Linked DNA regions of Mus musculus: all the other regions are linked to region 1. The links are chromatin contacts, called in public HiChIP or PLAC-seq maps. All regions are on one chromosome and are shown on one strand. The core of a region is the stretch at or near the end of the contact, and the rest is flanking DNA. Distances in the headings are between cores, read along the strand shown.

Region 1 (2,700 bases), core at 183-2,682:
CCAGGACAAGATCATAAACACCGCTGCCTCCACCACCCCACCCCCACCCCCGCTCAAAGAATAGCCTGGGGATAACCACAAAAATGGGGAAATATCTTACCCCAGTGTGGGTAATGTGTGCTGGGCAGCCCTATCTCATCCTGTAGTTAAACATTCATAACGCAGGATTGTGGACCACTGACTTCCTGGCACAAGCCAATCAGAAGCCGACCCCTGTGACCTCCCCAGCACCCACCAATGAAATTTTAGATTACCTAACCCACTCTCTAAATATAGCAGAACTAACTAACATAGTAGCCAATCAAAGTTCTACTAATGTCACTGTTTGGCTCCTACCAATCCCATTCCAGATTACCTACTCCTTCTAGAGAGTTTCCCTGCTTCCCTACAAGAAGGCCTTTGGGCCTTTGTCTGAGGTCGCCATTTTGGAGAATGGTTGACCCGCACCTGCTGGTCGTTTCTATAGAATCAACCCTCTCTGTCTTTGTGCACTGAGTCTGGGGTCTTCCTTCAGCGCTTTTCGGACCCTTACAGTGCAGGAGTTACAGGCAACTGTGAACAACCCAGGTCGGGTGCTGGAAGCTGAACTTGGGGCCTCTGCCATTTCTCTAGCCCTGAAAAATCGTTTGATAAAACCCACCCTCAAGCTGTACAACCTTCAAGATTGGTGTACATCCTTTATAGTCCTCTCTCTTCAGCCTAAAGGGTTCTCCGCCTGGCTCTCCCTGCACCACCTCAGGTCTTCCATCTGTGGCTCCCCCAAGCCCCACCTCTCCCCCGCTCCCCCAAGCCCATGCCAAATCCTGTCAGGAAATTGCACCATCTTTCAGCCCTTTCATAATCCTTTCTTGTATCTAAAGCATGGGCCCCAAACTTCACTCTGTACAAAGCAGCATGGCAGGGTAAAAAAAGCCCAGAGGAACCAGCTCACCCCCAACTGTCCTGGACTCGGCTGACTTTAGCACTGATAGGCGGGTGTCCCAGAAATTTTTTCAGCTCTTACAGACAGTCAGACAAGAGATTTTACCTCTTTAAAAGGCAACCTCCGTATTCTATCTCCTGTCATCTTAACTCTAACACACCTCAGCATCTTAAACAAAACCAAATCAACCCCCTCCAAAAAACCCACAAAACCAAAAATTAAATGTAATTGTCCCACTTGGCCACGAGGCGGCGCCATGGTCTACATAAACGGCATTGCTATTAGAAAGGAACAAAATAGTTCAGAATAGCAGGAAATTTAAAAAGCTGTCAATGTTTATGTTTAGAAAGAGGATGAAAGGAGGAAGAGGGAAAAGGCGATTAAATGAATGTTATTTCTGCTGCTAAATTCGAAAACAAAACAAGATAATGCTGACACTGGCCGTCCAGTGACCTTGTGAAGTGAGAAAACCGATAAAGTAGCCTGAGGTCACAAAACCGTGTCATAACTGGAAAGTCTGGAACTTTCCGCAGGTTTCAAAGGTCTATCTGCAGCTGAGCAGTAAGGGAAAATAGATTGGAGCCAATGCTGCGTAAGTAAAGGAGATTTTGGTGTGCATCCTTAATGGGGAGGTGGAGGAAGTGACAGCTAAGACATGTTCAGGATTCCAAGCCACCAGCTTTAGTTACCTTTTTACAGCTCTGACAAAAACACCGCGATCCCCGACCCCCGCGGCGGCGACTTATAAAAGAAAGCATTTAGCAGGGCGTGGGGCCACCATTTTACATTCCATTGCTTGCGAGGCAGAGGCAGGCGTGTCTGTGATTTTTGAGGCCGGCAGGATTTACACAATAAATTCCAGAATAGCTACCTGAAACTTCCCCCATTACTCATGCAGAAACTATCTCCACGTGCTAATCACTTGCAAATCAAACAATATTATCTGTAAGGAAGTCTCCTTTCAGTGGCCAACAAAGAACTCAATGTTTTTTTGGAGGTGACTTGTCTCATAATGTCACATTAGGACTCTGTATTTTTTTTTAATTTTACTTTTATTTATTTTTACCCTACAGCTTTTACATATATATAATATGTAAAATATTATATATATATATATAAAACGACTTCCATCTTTGGGTTTTTATTGGATTCCTGAATGTGCAAACAAGTGTGTCACTGTGTCGTCTAGATCTGTTTCTTGTGGCTTCCCTTGGGTTCTTTTCCTTCTGTGTGTTTCCTTTGCCCTATTCTTATCTGAATATTATTTTGTTATTATTCCTTAGATGCCAGTTTGTCTTCCAATGAAGGGGGAAGGTAGATCCAGATGGGGAGGGACTGGTGGGGGGGGTAGAGGGAAGGGAAACCATAATCAGAATATATTGTATGAAAAAAAATCTGTTTTCTTTTTTCTTTTTCTCTTTCTCTTTTTTTTTTTTTTTTGGACAGGGTTTTTGTCCTGGAACTCACTCTGTAGACCAGGCTGGCCTCGAACTCAGAGATCCGCCTGCCTCTGCCTCCCAAATGCTGGGATTAAAGGTGTGCACCACCACCACCCAGTTTGGAAATAAGTCTTTAATTCAGTTAAATTTAGATTCTTTTCTGATTTTCTTACCCCTACATAGTCTAAGAAAATGAATTTTATTTATCCTTATCTCCACCCACCCCCCTTTGAAGAAAAACCTCTACAATAACGTTCCCTGTGACGTGGAGTTGACTCCCAGTTTCTGCCTTCTTGACATCCATAGTCTGAGAGATAGGCCGAGCTGTCAGGATAATGA
Region 2 (2,700 bases), core at 201-2,700, 1.1 Mb after region 1:
CCTCCCTGCCCTGCCCTCGCCTGTTCTCTCCCTGGCCACCTTTTGAGCTCTCTTTCTGTGGGGCAAATCAAAGACCGGCAAACCCATCCGTTTGGGTTTCACCTGTAATTTTACAGTAGGGGGTTTGATCAGTCCTGAATATATATTTAGTGATAGGCTTGGCTAATCTTTCAGTCTAATTATACTCATTAACATTTAAATGTATAATCACTGTTATATCTGGCCATGGCTGTCTAAATATTTTATAGAGATCTTAAGTACAGTAGACTTCCTGTATTGCCATGAAACTCCCATTCCCCGCCCCAGTTTAAAAGATGGCGCAGGTGGTTCCAGCCCCCCCCTCCTGCACCCCCACTTTGGTTGGAGATGTCTGGTTCCTAGGGTAACAGCAGCAAAGTGGGGGTTAGAGAGAGGCTCTGAGACAACCTTTCCTCTCTCTTCGTGGGGGTGTTACCCATCACAGTCGGGGACACTGAATGGAAGAGTAGTCTCCCAGGCAGGATCATAGGGATGCTGGTGTAGAGGTGACCCTTGCTGAGGTGAGACGGCTCTCTCGCTGTGTAAAGGCGCTCACCAGTGTGTAAACGTCCACCGTCAGGCTTGTGGACCTGAACTCAGTCCTCAGGACCCACACGGTGGAGGGAGAGCACCAGCTCCCGCCAGCTGTCCTCTAACCACACACTTTCTATGCCATACGCAAAACTCACAAAATAAGTAAGTGTTACAAGTATCATTTTAAAGTCCAAATGGGGAAGCAGCGGGAAGAAGCAGCTCTCAGTGGACAGTGATGGGCAGAGTGTGTTTTGTGATACCAAAAGCCGGTCAGGAATGGGGCTCTGACCCTCAATGCAAGGAGAAGGCCTGTTGTCACACCTGCCCCCTATAGTAACAGCCAAAGAACACCTGGGAGCTCTCTGTGCACGCCCTGGGCCTGCATGGCCAGGTCGGGACTTCCTCAGGACACTGTCTCCCCTACTTCTTGAGAAAGGTCTCTCATTAGCCTGGAACTCAAGAGATTTTTGCCGACCCCTGAGCTCTGGAGATTCTCCTATCCTCGCTGGGATTAGAGACACACCTTGCCACACCCAGCTTTTCAAATGTGGGTTCTGGGGATTCGAACTCGGGTCCTTGTGTTTACAACAGGACTGACTGAGCCATCATCTCCCCAGCTCTTTCCAGCTTTTGAGCAGAAGTGACCACAGGGATGAGGACTGATCAGACCACTCCTGCACGGGAAGAGTTGGTGTGTGTGTGTGTGTGTGTGTGTGTGTGTGTGTGTGTGTGTGTGTGTGTGTACTCATGCATGCGCACATACGCACCCATTCGTCTCTCTGCGTGAGTGAATGCGTGCGTGCATATGTCCATCCCTATGGCAGATACTAAAAGGCTACAACGCGGTAACTTGCTCTGGGTCTCACTAAAGCATGGCAGAGCTGGGGCTTTGAACCCAGGCCATCTGTCCTGGGATCTGCTCTTGAATGTTCCTGTTCCACAACTGCGCGCTTCTGTTCTGTACTTGGAGATTGGCTGTCACCTGCATGGAACTTTGTAGAGCCTTGCCGCATCTCCCATGGGAAACTGCAGTCCTGAGGGCAGTCCCCAAATCACTGGGTGCCCCGGGCCCCTTCTGAGGACCAAAGCCCAGAGAAGGTGCCAGACTGAGCTCCTGAGGCCACTCAGCTTGTTGTTTTGCAACCTGACGCCCTGGTCGTCTCTCTCTCAGGACGGGACTGAATACAAGCCATTGTCTTGTTTGCTAATGGCCTCACACACAAAAGTCGCCCTTTAAGGATGCCGCTCACTGGAAGGGAGGGGAGAAGAGTTGACGGCCAATGTGGTTTCCAGAAATATCCTTTTCAAGTCTAGGGACTGTTGGTGCTCACCCCCTCCCCCACCCCACCTACCCCCACCTGCTATTTTTAGGAGGACTTTCCTGGACTCCCCACCAAAACCTGGAGAACAAACACATCCCATCATGCCCTGCCCCCCACTTCCCTCCTGCTGATGACCTCTGGGGGAGGGGAGGAAGCGCCACCCGCCAGGGCTTCCTGGTGTGAGGAGGGTGAGCGCCCTGCAGGGACTCTGATTGTAGTTTGCGTGTTAATCTCTTCCTTGGCTGGCCTGGATGGCCTGGCTTTCCCCTACTAAGACTCTGGCCCTACTCTCGCCCTAGGCTCCAAGACTGCTCGTCTGGCACCCTCTAATCGAGTCCACTGCCGACAGCTTTCATCCTTAGCCTGGAGTGGTTAGGCACAGCCAGGCAGAAACACCAGCATGTGCAGCCCGGAGCTCTGCTCCTCTCTAAAGCTCTGCCTCATAAAGAAAGCTTCCCCATTCGACACTCGGAGCAGAGCGTAAGGGACTTTTCCAGGGTCACACAGCTGGTATCTGCAGAGCCAGACTGCTCAAGTTCCCTGTGCTATAAGGGACATTTAAGAGCTTAAAAATAGGGCTGGAGAGATGGCTCAGCAGTTAAGAGCACCGACTGTTCTTCCAGAGGTCCTGAGTTCAATTCCCAGCAACCACATGGTGGCTCATAACTACCTGTAATGGGATCTGATGCCTTCTTCTGGTGTGTCTGAAGAGAGCTACAGTGTACTTATATGTAATAAATAAATAAATAAATGTTTTTTTAAGAAAGAGCTTAAAAATAGTTTAAGAATTGGGACTTTAGAATTTCCATGAAAAGTCAGGGTGTAT
Region 3 (2,700 bases), core at 74-2,573, 1.2 Mb after region 1:
GTGTGTGTGTGTGTGTGTGTGTGTGTGTGTGTTTGCCATGGCATATGTGTAGAGGACAGAGGACAACCTCAGGTGCTGTCCCTCATCTTCCACTTTCGAGACACAGGATGTCTTCTTCGTCACCGTGTATACCAGGCTAGCTGGCCCATAATCTTGGGAGACGCCTCCTGTCTCGTCGAAATGCAGGTGGTTACCTGAGGCCCAGACAGCACACACTCACCCCATGTCAAGTGGGAAGAGGCAGAGAATCAAGTGGAGCCAGAGTTGCTTAAAGATAAATCCTGTCCCCTTAACCAGGGCAGGCAGGGAGCAAGCTCCGGTCTCTGAGTGTGGGAAATGTGCTCCCCCCACCCCGCCCCGTCTACCCCCCCCCCACACACACACAAGAGCACTGACTCAGACTAGTGAACTCGAGGGAGGACAGTTTACAACTTAACACTTGCCTCAATGCTGACCAGCGTGGCTGACCCATGACTGAGCACAGAGAACAGTTACTGTGACCCCAGTGCAAGCCCTTTCCTCATTGGCTGAGTGACCACGAGTACAATCCCAGCGGTCGGTCGCTGGAGCCTTCTCTTTTCCTTTCCTGCTTACATTTGTCTCTATTTCATTTGTTTAAAAGATTTTTATTTTATTTTCACTTGTGTGTGTGTGTGCGCGCGTATGTACACATGTTTTATAGCCTGTTCATTTTAAAGCTTGTCAAGCACAATAATCTTTATAGCAATACTATATAATATATAAATTATTATATACCACATATTATAATATATCACATACAATATGTTATATAATATAATATATAATGCATTATATTATATAGTATGTAATATATAATATATAAAAATATATGATGATAATAATAATCTTGATAATCTTATACTCTCATTTTGTTGCTGTTTGTTTTTGCTTTTGTGACATGGTCTCTCTATGTTGCTCTGGCTGACCTGAACTTACTATGTAGATCAGGCTAGCCTGGAACTCAGAGATCCGCCTGCCTCAGCCTCCCAAATGCTGGGATTAAAAACGTGCGCCGCCATGCCCAGCCCTTCCTCTGTCTTGAGTTCATGTGGACAGGCAATTAGAGTCTGGGTGAGGAGCCAGAGTCTCTGTTTGTCTGCATTTGGACCTAAGCTGGCTCAAGGCACTTTTTAAAATGAACAATTATTTTATTTCTTGCACTGAGCAGAGTCCAGTAACTGCCTTGTACATGGAGTTTTATCAGGACACAGCCTTGCCTGTTCATGTGGCTGCTGCCTCGTGCAACTTCCTGATCCGCTGGCAAAGTCAAAAATGCTTTCTACCTGCCCCGCTGTGAGTTTACCAACCTTCCCTGGGAACACTCTGCTCAATCCCTCAAAGAAGAAGGGACTGAGCCCTCTTCTGTTTGCCTAGGGCCGTGCCAGTTAATAATTTACTCAGCTAACTGAGAAGGAGAAAAAAATAGACTTTGAACAGTTTTACCACTGTCTCTTTAAAAGAGCAACGGTAGATATACATATGCAAATATGCATATTTGCATACGTGGCAATATTACCACCTTGAGGTAACTGGTAAAAGGGCTAGGTTATTGATATGCAACTGTACACCATTAGCGTTATCAAAGGAACCTGGTCCTTTTTCTGGGAGGTTTTCTTTGAGCACTTTGGAATGTTTCTGAAATGTAATCTTGGAAGCAGGAAAATGGGTTTGTGCCCTGAAGCAAGCTGTAATTTAGTGGTTCTCAACCTGCGGGTTGCTACCCTAAAAGTAACAAAGTTACAGTTAAGAAGTAGCAACTAGGGCTGGTGAGATGGCTCAGTGGGTAAGAGCACCCGACTGCTCTTCCAAAGGTCCAGAGTTCAAATCCCAGCAACCACATGGTGGCTCACAACCATCCGTAACAAGATCTGACTCCCTCTTCTGGTGTGTCTGAAGACAGCTACAGTGTACTTACATATAATAATAAATAAAAAAATCTTTAAAAAAAAAAAAAAACTAGGGGGCTGGTGAGATGGCTCAGTGGGTAAGAGCACCTGACTGCTCTTCCGAAGGTCCGAAGTTCAAATCCCAGCAACCACAAGTAGCAACTAGGGGGCTGGTGAGATGGCTCAGTGGGTAAGAGCACCTGACTGCTCTTCCGAAGGTCCGAAGTTCAAATCCCAGCAACCACATGGTGGCTCACAACCATCCATAATGAGATCTGATGCCGCCTTCTGGAGTGTCTGAAGACAGCTACAGTGTACTTACATATAATAAATAAATCTTAAAAAAAAAAAAGAAGTAGCAACTAAAATAATGTTATGGTTGGCGTCACCACAGCTTGTGGAACTGTGTGAAAGCAGCATTAGGAAGGCTGAGAACCACTGCTGGAACTGGGGTTTGTGGCTATAGCTGGTTGATTAGCTTTTTATTTACTTCCTGTTTTGCTAAGTTTTCACTACCCGTCTTACTCTAAATCTCTCCCTCCCTGGGCTACTATTTTAAGTTTCATGTGCAATAAGCCTGTCAGAACCTGCAGCGCGCCTTGCCTGTGGGCACAGGGTGGCACTTGCGTGAAGTCTCAGGGAGCATTTTGTCCAGGAAGTATTAGTGTTGTCACGTGTCAGGAACCCAGATGGAAAGCATATGCTTCGGGCGTGGCTTGATCCAGGTGGTCCACGGATGCTCAGAAATCCATCTCTTCCAGCTTTACTCGCTCACTCACTGTCTCAGCAGATT

The links. HiChIP or PLAC-seq counts read pairs in DNA pulled down with a chosen protein or histone mark.
Region 2: a contact with region 1 is called in an H3K27ac HiChIP or PLAC-seq map of embryonic stem cells, with 5 times the contacts expected there. The contact joins two enhancer-like sites. A contact is called at or near these places in 1 of 39 promoter capture datasets (hippocampal neurons), 20 of 484 Hi-C or Micro-C datasets (B cells, the Ba/F3 cell line, the C2C12 cell line and 14 more) and 4 of 115 datasets of contacts at active chromatin or transcription factors (astrocytes and embryonic stem cells).
Region 3: an HNF4G HiChIP or PLAC-seq map of pancreatic cancer cells shows a contact between it and region 1. The contact joins two enhancer-like sites. A contact is called at or near these places in 1 of 39 promoter capture datasets (liver), 2 of 484 Hi-C or Micro-C datasets (cerebellum and cerebral cortex), 1 of 115 datasets of contacts at active chromatin or transcription factors (pancreatic cancer cells) and 1 of 9 other capture datasets (embryonic stem cells).

Annotation. Positions count from the first base shown.
Region 1 is chr4:143,237,438-143,240,137 of GRCm38.p6, reverse strand. No RefSeq gene overlaps it. Among named protein-coding and RNA genes, the nearest start is that of Gm52493, 19 kb to the right of the region's middle. Within about 2 kb of position 1,432, at least 62 of the 459 cell types and tissues checked have an H3K27ac peak or open chromatin away from gene starts, as enhancers often do. A contact at or near this core is called in embryonic stem cells, liver and pancreatic cancer cells, where this site is marked.
Region 2 is chr4:142,165,706-142,168,405 of GRCm38.p6, reverse strand. The region is part of intron 5 of Kazn (kazrin, periplakin interacting protein); the gene reads left to right. Among named protein-coding and RNA genes, the nearest start is that of Gm35581, 40 kb to the right of the region's middle. Within about 2 kb of position 1,450, at least 74 of the 459 cell types and tissues checked have an H3K27ac peak or open chromatin away from gene starts, as enhancers often do. A contact at or near this core is called in embryonic stem cells, where this site is marked.
Region 3 is chr4:141,998,519-142,001,218 of GRCm38.p6, reverse strand. All of the region lies in intron 2 of Fhad1 (forkhead-associated (FHA) phosphopeptide binding domain 1), which reads left to right. Among named protein-coding and RNA genes, the nearest start is that of Fhad1, 12 kb to the left of the region's middle. Within about 2 kb of position 1,323, at least 103 of the 459 cell types and tissues checked have an H3K27ac peak or open chromatin away from gene starts, as enhancers often do. A contact at or near this core is called in embryonic stem cells, liver and pancreatic cancer cells, where this site is marked.